Linked DNA regions of Mus musculus: region 1 is linked to region 2. A link is a contact called in public Hi-C data. All regions are on one chromosome and are shown on one strand. Each heading gives the region's core, a stretch centred on a gene start, on an enhancer-like site or on the middle of the called end of the contact. The rest is flanking DNA. Distances are from core to core; before and after follow the strand shown.

Evidence for each region. Hi-C and Micro-C count contacts between places; a contact is called where the count stands out from the background.
Region 1: a Hi-C map of B cells shows a contact between it and region 2, with 5 read pairs. The contact joins the promoter of Uhrf1bp1l here to the promoter of Ilvbl in region 2. A contact is called at or near these places in 1 of 39 promoter capture datasets (cranial neural crest) and 1 of 484 Hi-C or Micro-C datasets (B cells).

What each region holds. Positions count from the first base shown.
Region 1 is chr10:89,742,519-89,748,990 of GRCm38.p6, reverse strand. Uhrf1bp1l (UHRF1 (ICBP90) binding protein 1-like) reads right to left here and starts at 4,000. Exons shown (of 21, transcript NM_029166.2): 1 at 3,703-4,000. The coding sequence starts at 3,746.
Region 2 is chr10:78,572,818-78,578,546 of GRCm38.p6, reverse strand. It overlaps Ilvbl (ilvB (bacterial acetolactate synthase)-like), which reads right to left and starts at 3,556. Exons shown (of 15, transcript NM_001359302.1): 1 at 3,316-3,556; 2 at 1,764-1,965; 3 at 1,520-1,647; 4 at 1,298-1,436; 5 at 1,094-1,205. The coding sequence starts at 3,450.

The DNA of each region.
Region 1 (6,472 bases), core at 2,751-5,250, about 11 Mb before region 2:
TGTCATGTCTCTTCACAGCAATAGAAAGGTAACTAAGACATCCTTCCACTCTTTGTCACGACAAACTAATCTATGAATAGCTAGAACTGGGCCATAAAATTTTTCTCTCCCAAGAATCTAAAACTTGGCAGGAAAGATCAGAGAGTAAGAGTCCTAACTCCAAAGTTGCACAATCAGCTGCAGTTTTATCCCCTAGGGAATTTTTGGAAATTCCTAGAAATACTAAACACCCCACACTGCACAGAGGAATCCTCTACAGCAAAGAACTGTCTAGTCTACTATCTGAAATTGACAGGCCTTGCTCTAAGATGAAGGCCCAGGGAAATTCAAAGAGTTTGCCTGTCTTCCACCTGTCTCAGGGTGTGTGGTCAGATCTTCCTCTGAATCTGTGACCCACCCAACAGCTTCAACTATATTTCCCTTTTTTACTTAAGTTGACACATTTCTATTGCCTGCAGACAAAATAACCATAGCCAGCAAAGCTATCGAGCTCCATCATTTGATACACATCTACATATTTGAAACCAGTTCCTCAGCCTTTCGGCTGCTGGCATCTGGGCCAGATGTGATTTCATATTAGAGGTCTGTGCTGGGTGTGCGTGATAGTGTTGGGCAGAATCCCCAGCCTCTACCTACCAGGTGACAACCTTCCAAGTCACAATAATCAAAACCATTGCCAAAGGAACAAAGTTCCAGTGGTTGACAACCATTGCTTCAAACAGGACAGAGACTCCACCCCATGAGGTACAGTCTACCAAGTGAACTCCTAATCTGCAGAAAAACCTGTGTATCATATACTATGTCCTGAGGCTAAGTGATGGGAGGCAAGTATTTGTGCTTGGATCTTTCATATCACTTTGCAGGTCCCAGCTTAATTAAATGTGTACCTTTTGTCCCTGCCTGTCTTCCGACTATCTCAGGTGTGTGGTCAGATCTTCAACAACTTCAACTACATTTTCCCTGCACATACACCTACACACATATGTACAGAGAGACACAGAGCAACAGATAAAAAGGTGTAATGGTGAAATGACAGGTAGTTCCTGCTCCATCTTCCTTTCTTATATATGAATGTTTTAAAGAACTTCTTATCCTCTTACGGGGTGCGGGGGCGGGGGGGGGGGGGGACGGATTCCCCTATAACCACCTTCAACACATACCCTGTGCTGACCTAAAAAAATCTGGGTAATTTCTTTCAAAGGCTTTTCATGTTTCATTTCCCCTAAAATATAACACTTCTAACCTCTTCCTGTCTCTCTTCACACACCCCAAAGTTGATTCAGATCAGTCAAGTCTACAAACTTCTCATTAAAGCAAGAGGCACTAAGGAAACAAACATTAGGCAAGAAACAGAGATGTTTCTTATAAGATGACTTATAATACTCAAACCAAGCAGCGCTTACTTAAAGCATAAAGCATATGTCAGTCTCTTATAAAACAGTTCCTCTTCCTCACTGGTCCAATATGCCAACGTCCAAAGTCCTGGCCAGCCTCCAGAATTGCCAGTTTCAATCTTAAGATCTCAACTTTCACTCAGTGTGACCATTCTATTTTTCTAGACAGACTTCTTCCTGGAAGAGTCCCTGCAGGAGAGCCTGGAAGAACTTGGGCATTTTCCTAATGTTTCCTCTCTCTGATGGTACAGGTTCCAACGCCCTCCCCCAGAGGATTCCACCATTCCAGGCTGGCCTCAGGCTCTACTGCCAAGGACAATCTAAATCTGACAGCTTCCAACTCCCAAGCGCTGAGACTACAGGAATCTGTCACCACACCCGCTTTATAAGGTATATAAGGTGTTAGGCACTGAACTCAGGGCAGCTTTCATGCTAGGCCAGCACTCTAACCCAGCCTGGGAAACTGAGTTCCAACTCACACATGGTGTGGTAGGTGAGCACCAGTTATCCTCAGATGTTCCATACATAGACTGGATCAGGCACATATGTGCACACTTGGATGTATACAGTAAATAAATAAAAATATAATAATCTTTAAAAAAAACTACAAATGGTTTCTCCATTTAAAAAGAAAGAAAATGCTATGTTTTAGAAACTTTCTGATTTAAAATGAAATGCTCATTACTATTTACCACACAGGTGTAAGAAATCAGGAAGATTATAATGTAATCCTAAGGGCTTAACTCTAAGTATGTGGGAGTTATCTATGTGGCAGAGTAAGCCATTACACGCCTGCTCTTAAGAGGTCTTCCCAAATGGACTTATACAAGAGAATTAAAGGATAATGCCCTAAGGCACTTATCGACTGAATTAGATTTTCTTTTGGGCATACAGAGTGGTACAGTATCATTATCCCTGGGAGAGAAAAGGGCAATAAAATCAGTGTCTATGGATCTGAATTTTCTTATGGCTCTTGAAATAGGCAAGGGCGAAGTGTATCTCATGAGTCAGACTCACCCTAAGTAATAAACATTATTCAAAATAAGATGACTCAGTATTGCACTATCTATATAATTAAAAAAAATCCAACAAAGCATGGTAGCACAGACCTGTAATCTCAGCACTCAGGAAGGTGAGGCAGGATGACACTGAACTTGAGGGTAGCCTGAGATTTATTTTCAGGACAGCCTGAGCTACTTAACCTGTTTAAATACACACACACACACACACACACACACACTCACTCTCTCTCTCTCTCTCTAATTAGTGATACTAAGAACCAAACACACGGTCACAAACTTTGCTATAGTTTGATACTTTATGTATACATACTGTGTGTATTAAATTTTATTCAATATAAAGATATAATGTCAGGAAAATATCTGCTGAATCATAGTATTGTTTTGTTCAATATGTTCTCAACTGTAATATATATATATGTATTACACACACACACACACATATCCAGAAAATGAAGACATGTTTACTATACAAGTCTATCATTAAACCTGAGAACGTTCCTTTAATCAGTTAAAAGCATTCATTAACTTACAAATAACAGAGGAGAGAAAGAGATCCTAACCAAGAGCTTTTAATTCTCTGTCACCAACTTGGAACAGGGTCCTACATTTAGCCTGTTTCTTGAGACAAATATGGAGAAGCCAAGAGCAGTAACAAACTGCCAGTTTACTGAGTCATGTTTCTGACTAAAACTGTGTTATGAAATGGAAAGAGTGACACGTCTGGGGTTTAAACACCAGGGACGTTAACTCCCTGAACTCAAGGGTCGCGGAACAAAATCGGAAAACTCTGCAGCAAGAACGAACGCGATGCGGGACTGAAAACGACTTCCACGGAGAACTGGCCGAAGCGGAGAAGTCCTGCTTAATTTCCCCTAAAACAAATCCGAACTGTGCAAACAAGCACACCCTCCCGTGCAGCGGAGCGGGGACGCCAGGTAGGGGGCACCGAGAACAATCCCAAGGTTAACGTTTCACTGGCACACACACACCCCAGTCCTCGGCTAACGGAGCCGCTCGGCTCCGAGCCCCGGGAGCTTCCGAGCCGGACCGGGTCCCAGCCCAACCCCATCCACCCAGCACCTGAGTGACGCCGGGGACGTCACCAGCCTCGGCGCAGGAGCGGCCCCCGGCGGAGGAGGAGACCCCGGCCCGCCGAGCCCCGCCGCCCTCCGCGTGACTCCGGAGGCCGGTCGGGGGCGCCAGCGGCACCGGCAGAGCCCGAACCTGCGACCTGGACCCGAGAACCGGCGGCCAGCGGACGGGACCGGCCCCGAGCGCTCGCTGACCTGGAGAGGTGCTTCAGGATCTGTTTCTTGATGATCCCAGCCATGGTGCCCGCCGGGCTGGAGCGCCGCTCTCTTGTCGCTCCTCACAGCCTCCTCACTTCGCGGCAGTCTTCTTTCGGTCCCGCCTCACCGGCCCGGAGGAGAAGCGCCGGAGAGATCACTCTCAGAAGAGACTCGAGGGCCTGGCCGAGGCCACAGCCGCCGCAGCCGCCGCCGAGAGCCCGAAGCATGACGCTCAGGCCGCCGCGGCCGCCGCCAGCGCCATCTTGGCTGCAGCATCACCTAAGAGACCGGGGGCGGGGAGAGGAGTCGGGGGGGCGGAGCGAGCTCGAGGTGGGCGGGACCTGTGGGAGTTCCGGGAATCTTCAGCCCTGCCTACTTCGGACTCCCACTAGGTCCTCCGCTGCCCTTTCCTAGTTGGTACTTGGGCTTTCATCTTTTCTTCATCCCTTTCATCTTGTCTGTGCCTCTCTCGCTGACATCCTAGTCTTGCTTCTTCATTTCCTCCGAACTCAACTTTCTGCTCTACAAGTAGCTCTGTTTATGTTATTCTTTTGGCCATTTCAGCTTTTTAATCTCAGTTTCTTTTACCAAGATCCTTCCCTTAGACTAACGGCTGTAATTTAATGTTTCCATTCGTTGGTCTAACCTTAAAGGAAGTAAAATTGACAGCATGTCATATTTAACCGAATATACCTAAAGACCTAGAAGTTAGAAAGTCTAGAGCCAGTGAGATGGCTCTCAGCCAGCAAGAGTACTTGTCAAGCAAGCTTGATGATCTGAACTTGATGACCAAACCACCATGAAGGAAAGAACTGCCCTTGAAAGTTATCCTCTGGACACACACACACATAGACACACTTAGTAGAAATTTTGAAATGGAATGCCCAAAATGAAGTCCTGGTTCTAATATTTTCTAGCTATGTTAACTTGGAAAGATTGTTTTCAGCTTTAGTTTCACTTCATGTATGAATGTGACTTTGGTCACACAAGGGGACGTCAGAGAACAGCCCTGGGTGTAGTGCCTCACTTTCTTCTATCTCTTCCTCAACAGCTACTTGTGTACTCCAGGTTACCTGGTTCCTAGGATCCTCTTGTTGGTCTCTTGTTGCCTCTCCCATATTGCCTAAAGAGTGCTGGGATTACAGACTTCTGGCTTCATGTGAATTCTGGAGACTCAAGTTCAAGTCCTGATGATTGAATGGCAAGTGTATTGTCTGCTAAGCCAGCTCTCTCAGCCGTTAACCTCACTTTTAATCATCTTTAAAATATAGTGTCTGCCCTTAGGGATGGTTTGGTAGGGGCCCTAGTAGGTACTGTTGGTGTGTCTGGGCCATATTGTCTGGCCACCTGTTGTAGAAGCAGGTTTTGAAAAAGATATAAATCACTAAAATATTTCATAAACAGGTGGGAGAGAGAGACAGTGTAGCCATTTGAGGTGGGAAGAAGCAGCATTAGAGTTCACAATGCTTGAAGCATGCCAGGGTAACAAGAATCTGCTAACACAAATACTGTGCAAGGATGAAAGCAATCTGAGCTGTTTGAAGGGAACCAAGCTGGGTGTAGTGACACATGGGTCTGTAATGTCAGCCCTTCGGGGACAGAGGCAGGAGGAGTGCTACAAGTCTGAGGTCACCATGATCTACTTAGCAACACCTTCTCTTGAAAAAATAAAAAAATAAAAATAACTACAAAGCCAAGATTTTATTACTTGGACATAGGATCCATAACAACTCATAAAAATGCCTGTCTTGGGACTGACTCCTACTTGGAAGCTGGCATGACAGTGATGGGTTGTACTTCAGAGCCTTACTAGACTAGCGAAGGCCGCCTGCAGCCAGCCAGGTCTTGTCCCTAGCTGGGTGACTCATTCCCAGTCTCTGCCCAGAACCCTGCTCCTCTCCGTCTCTGAGCTTCAGTAAGATAACATCCCTTGTCCCCAGTCTCTGATTCAGTAAGATAACATCCCTTATCCCCCGGCCCAACCCTTTTCTTCAGTTGACCTGAAGTTTCTTCTCTTAGAAATGATTAGGTGGAAATCAGCTGTATTTGCAGAGGAATAAATGTTAAAAGTAACATTTGATTGACAAACCAAACATAGGGTGTGGGGAGGGGCAAAGAAAGGCTAGCCAAACCTCCTGCTTCGCCCTGATTATGAACTATTAGGACAAACAAACATAGAGCAACAGAACACAAGGAAGTTCTTGAGGCTCGGACAGCCTCTGAGCACAGTACAGACTGGATAGTCTAGTGTACTTCAAACTGCCAACACCCACAGACACCTTTCTTCTGCCCTGGACTTCCTACAGAGTCATAATAACTCTAATACAGCAGCTCCCTGCCTTCATCATTTTAGCATAGGGGCTGGAGAGATGGCTCAGTGGTTAAGAGCACTGGCTCTTCTTCTACAGGAAGTGGGTTCAAATCCCAGCATCCACATGGTGACTCATACCTGTTTGTAACTCCAAGATCTGACACCCTCACACAGACATACATGCAGGCAAAACACCAATACACATTGTCTTAGTTAGGGTTTTACTGCTGTGAACAGACACCATGACCAAGGCAAGTCTTATAAAACACAACATTTAATTGGGGCTGGCTTACAGGTTCAGAGGTTCAATCCATTATCATCAAGGTGGGAGCATGGCAGCATCCAGGCTGTCATGGCACAGGCAGAGCTGAGAGTTCTATCTCTTCATCCAAAGTCTGCTAGTCTTCCCAGGCAACTAGGGTGAGGGTCTTAAGCCCACACCCACAGTGATACACC
Region 2 (5,729 bases), core at 2,307-4,806:
AATGTTACCCATTCGGATCTTGCAGTGCCTCCTGTCTCCCTACACACTAGGCCTCAGGCCTTGAGTTTCTTAGACCCTGTGACACAAAAAGAAATCCTGCCCAGGCCTTGCCCTCAAGGAACACTCAATCTCACTAAAGACAGACACACAGGAAGCAGTCAGAGCTCAGAGCCAACACCTGTTTTGTCTGTTAAAGGCATGACTATAGGGAGTTAATGAGGCCAAGAAAAAAAGGAGGGGGTGGGGGAACTGTGGTTTAAAAAGGAGAGAGAATCCGGCACCAGGGATACTGAGACAAGAGGACTCACACTAATACTGAGCCAGCACGGGTACAAAGCTACCTCCTCTCTCATAAAACCATTAAAATTAAAAATATGTAAAGGAGAGTCAGGGAAAGAGCCAGTCTTCCAAGTGACACTGAGAGAGAGGACAAGGAGAGAAGAGGACAGAAAGACCAGGAGATCAGGGAGTCTTAACAAGACTAGACCTGGGGCACCTGTCTGTGATTCCAACATTTGAGAGGCTGAAAGAGAATTTTCAAGTTCCAGAACAGTCTGGGCTACACAGAATCTGGGCCGGAATTTTTTGGGCAAGGCCACAAAACAAAATCCCTTTGCTTGATCTGGCACTCAAAACAATTCTTGCACACCAGAGCATAAGAACCTGAATATCTTGTCCACTGATGTCACCTCCTGCCTATTCTGCTATCTAGCACATAGATCTGGCCACTAAATATTTGAGAGGGAAGGGGCAAGAAAAAGGAAAGGGAGAAGCTAGAGATAACTAGGTGGCAGAGATGGAGGAAAAGAAGAAGGAAAAGGAAGACAGGGAAATCTCTCAAGCTCTATGCCTGCCCATCTCCTCTTTCTGATCATAAGGGCCATGCCTTGCTTTGCTGGACCTACCAAGTTCCCTCCTGCCTCAGGACCTTTGCACATGAGTTACTTTCCCAGGAAAACTTTCCCTAGAGCTGGCTCCTCCAAGCCCATGTGAACTCAGTGAATGAGACAAAGAAAGAGGGATACATTTAGGAAGACGACCACAAAAGAGGCAAAAGAAGGAAGAAAGCTATAGTGGGGATAGCAGGACTCACCAGACAACCACACGGCCCATGAGGCTATTGGGCAACTTGGTTGGTATCATCTCCTTCTCAACCATGAAGTAAGGATATAGTACATCAAGAGGCAGCTCCACAAACACTGGACCTGCAGGGTAGGGAGGTTCAGTCTATGGCACCTGTTGCAGCAACCCCCAAGCTTCAGGGCTTGATTACTGTCCAGCTCCCTCCTCCACCTACCTGGGGTGCCTGACTGGGCAGCAGCTATTGCAGTCCTCAGGGTAGGTACAATGTCCCGTACCCTTCGCACAGAAGCACAAAACTTGCAGAGTGGCCTGAACAGAGACATCTGATCAATGGCCTGAAGTGCGCCCCGTTTCTGGCAGAGAAGGCAAGGGACAGTTATCAGATAAGCTTGAGAAGCCGTCTTGGGGACCCCACCTACCCTTAAGGACTAGGCACCTGCAGCAGGGTGCTGGCAGCTCCACCCAAAAGCAGGACTGGGGACTGTGCCACTTGTGCATTCTTCACTGCAGTCACAGTGTTGGTGAGGCCAGGACCGGCTGTCACTGCTGCCACACCCACTGTCCCTGAAAGAAAGAGCTGGTGACAACCATGCCATCCTCCCAAACATCGTCCTACCCCAAACCCCCTGCCTCTCATTCACAGGGGCCATGTCACTGTCCTGCTAGTCCCTGGTCCTTACCAGTCAGGCGGGCCACAGCATCAGCAGCAAAGACAGCAGTGACCTCGTGGCGTGTGTCTACCACTCGGATACCCAGCTTCTCACAGGCCACCAGCAGTGGGGAAATGTGCCCACCGACCAATGTGAAGACAAAGCGTACACCATGGGCTCGGAGCACAGCTGCGACACTCTCTCCACCATGCCGGATGCTTGTCTTGTCCACCTGGGTCAAAGGAGATGAGGAACAAGACAGTCAGAGGCCAGCCCAGGAGCAGGTACAAGAACAGGCAGGGGTAAGGTCAGAAGACAGACGAACTTAGATTCTGGTTAGAGACATACCACTTTAAATCCAATTCAGAGAAGGGTACACTGACTTAGCAAATTTATTGTTCTCTTTGTCCTACAGCTAAAAATGCCAAGACTTGCCCAAGTGATAGACTCCAACAGAAGAAATGTTCTTTTTGAAACTGTACTGAGGATTGAACCCTGGGCATAGATAGTGTTAGACAAGCACTCTAACCACTGAGCTATATCATCAGCTTTTACTAGGACAAGGTCTCACGAGGCTTTGAACTCCTTATGTAGCTTAGGCAGGGCTTGAATTTGTGACCATCTCTCCCCAGCCTACCAAGTAGCAGACTGAGATAAAGCCTATGTTCTTAAGTGGCTCTGGAGATTATAATGCCTGCTCCAGAGATACTGGGCCAGTTGAGAAGAAAGGAGATAGAGGTTAAATCTACAGAGAATCCAGGAGAGCCTGGCAAGAGGCAGAAGGCCCCTGGCTTAGATGTGTGCCTGCTTCCTAGTATCCCTGCAGGGCCTGGCACTTGGAGTGCTAACTCCATCCAGCCTATTGCCTCCCTCTGCTAGTGAGGCACAGGTCCAGCTGACATGCTGCCAGCAGCCATATGCCTAGCACGGAAGTGACTCCTGGCACAGACTACCCTGAGCATCCAAGCCTCAGTAGCTTCACGATCCCTACATACTTCAAGGTCAGTGGCACTGTCCCTGTCTAGAAGAAAAGGGACTGGGTAAGGGCAAGAATTTCTCAGAATGGAACAAGTGGTTTATAAGTATGACTTGTGGGGTCAGCTTTTCCCAAATCTGTCATCTAGAGAAAATACTAAACTTCTCTGTAGATCATTTGCCTCTTGTGGGCACAAGGACAGAAATTATAGCACTTACTTTGGTGAAGATGGTACGAAATATGCTAAGACAGTTCCTCAGAAGGGCTTACTATCAGAGCCCATTCCCTCCCCTGCCTACCTTCAGCCCACCAATCTCACTATGTTTAAAAGGCCTGCTCTGTTAAAATGACTCAGGCCCCTGGGTATGGAGGTAGGCGGAGAATGTGTGCTGTCCAGACAACGACAATTTCCCCATTATCTCGTACTAGTTACAAAGTCCAGGCCCATATACAGTTTGGCAAAGGGACAGAGCTCTGTAAAGAATCTCCCAACCAGCCACTTCTAGACTAGCTGGGACTCGCTTTCCACACCTGCACAGTGGATGAGCTGGAGAAACACCTTTAGTGCCTTCCTCCTACCCCTAGCCCTCCTTCTACCCTAAGCACCTTGTGCATCAGCTGATAGAAGAGCCCCAGTCTGTGAGCGACGCCCAGCACGGCAGCCACCAGCGTCCCAAACGCCAGGAGCAGGAAGGAGGGGAAGAAGCCTCCCGCAGATGCAGCGGCCGCAGAAGTTTCCATGAGGCAGAACCTAAGTAAGAAAGCACAGAGCCAGAATCTTAGTACTATAATCTAATCCGGAAGCAGGATCGTCCGCCGGACCTGGGCCACACCTCCCCGACCTGCCAGGCCACGCCCACAGACGCATCTAGACTGGACTTAAAGCCACGCCCCAGTGAGGCTAAGTCCGCCCCCTGACGTCACCACCTTCAAACTAAAAGTAGGCCACAGCAGGTCAAGGCGATCGCAGTAGCACCGAAACAAGGTTGAAATTCCTACTTACCTATCTGTTAACGAGCCCATGCAGAACCCACCCTCCTCAACGCTGGACTGGGGCTCAGCGGAGAGCCCGCCTCGCGCTTACATCATTGAGTCGTAAGGCCACACCCCCATCGGATCGCGCAGCCTAGGGTACGCTCCCCCACCCTCCCCACACACACCAGACTCTTGACCTTTGGCCTTCAGCCGAGGTCACTTTTCAATAGGATGCGCCTTCAGCTCCACTACATAGAACTCCCTTCCACCCATCCCCAAACAAGGCCCTATGACCTTTGCCTATAGGAAAGGTCCCTGACTGCAGTGGAACTCTGCCGCTTCTGGGTCACGTGACTGGGGAGTGTGGAGTGGTGCCCCTTTTGCCCACTTGGCTCTGCAGCGCCCCGTAGTTCAACGAGACGCGCGTGCGCCAAACTGGAGTCTCGCTGAAAAAGCTATCCGAAAGAGACGTTTATCATTGGTCGCTTCTCTCTCTCGCCTCTAATTGGCTAACATTACACCGCGCCTTCCACACCCGCGAGAACCATCTCGCGGCACGTTCCACGGGCGTGGACTGTGACACACCCCCCACCCGAGCTCCCCAGAACCCGCATTCCCGACCGCAACATATGCAAGCCCCTCCCCTTCCTGGACCACTGTGAGGCTTTGCAGGATGTTTAGAGAACTCCCTAGTGTTTGGTGCCAGGCCGGTTCAGTCATTTTCCAGGTTTCCAGCATCTGGGGACCTTTTACAAACTCCGATCTGTCTTACAAATCCCTTTCTCCAATTTATGTCTTTTTCTTTGACTGGCTTTTAATCAGGACCATCTGTGTAACCAAGAGTTTTGAGCTATTTGTTGAAGCCTGAACAATGGATATTTAACAATGTAAACCAGTGTAATAGTATGTGCTTTTATTCCCACCATTCCGAGTTCAAGACCAGGCTCTTCTCCATAGTGAGTTCCAGGACAAGCAGGAGTGCATAGAGACCAACCAAAAATCACAATCGCTTCAGCTGTGTCATGTCCACAAGATAGCATTCCACAGCCTTTCTCCCCATCTTTTGGCTCTTATATTCTTTCCACTTCCTCTTCCTTGGTGTTCCCTGACCTTTGCAAGCCATGGTATAAATGCCCTGTTTAAAGCTGATCGTTCAGCCATCCCTTCTCAGCAACTATGGTCTCTGATTAAGTTCTGTGATGGAACATTTGCCTAGCACAGGCAAAGCCATGGGTACCCACAAAAACCTACTCAACTATTTTTAGCCAAACTACCGTATGAATTATTTATGCTTACTGGCTGTGAGCATGCCTCCAATTTCGTCTTGAATCAAACAAGGTAGGCTTTTCCCTGCCATTCCATAAGAGTTGTTTTGGGAGAGTGCAGGGGCTGGACCTAGATTCTCTACCCATTTATAGCAGATGTGCAGCTTGGTCTTCTTGTGAGTCTCCTAACAATTGGAGCAGGGGCTGGCTGTCTCTGACTCTGCCTGCCATTGGATCCCCTTCCCCCAGCTGGTCTGCCTAGTCGGGATTCTGTGGGAGAGACCATGCTTAGTCCTATAATGACTTGATGTCCCAGGCTGGGCTGGTACCCAAGGGAAGCTTCCCCTTCTCTAAGGAGGAGAGGAGGGGATGGGGGGGGGGGGGACTTGTGAGGGTGGGACTAGGGGCAGGGCTTCAACCTCGATGTAACGTGAATAAATAAAAATTAAGAAAAGAATTGTTTTGGATTACTCCATCTATCTCCAAATTGGCCCTACTCCCTTCTGTCTCCTAACTCCATTCTCTTTCTAGGAGCAGTACAGGGAGCCACTCCTCCCCGGCCCTATTAGTGAGAGCCCTTAATTAAAAGGATCAACCACATACTTCCTGAAAGGGGCTTTTAGGTTCAATTACATTTCCAGGGCCAATAAAAAGATAGTATTTGGGCTGGTGATGTAGTTAGTGGCGAAGCCCTTACTTCTTATTTATAAGGTCCTGGATTCTATCCTCAGTAACAGAGAGATTGAGACAGAGACAGAAACACACAGACACCAAGAGACG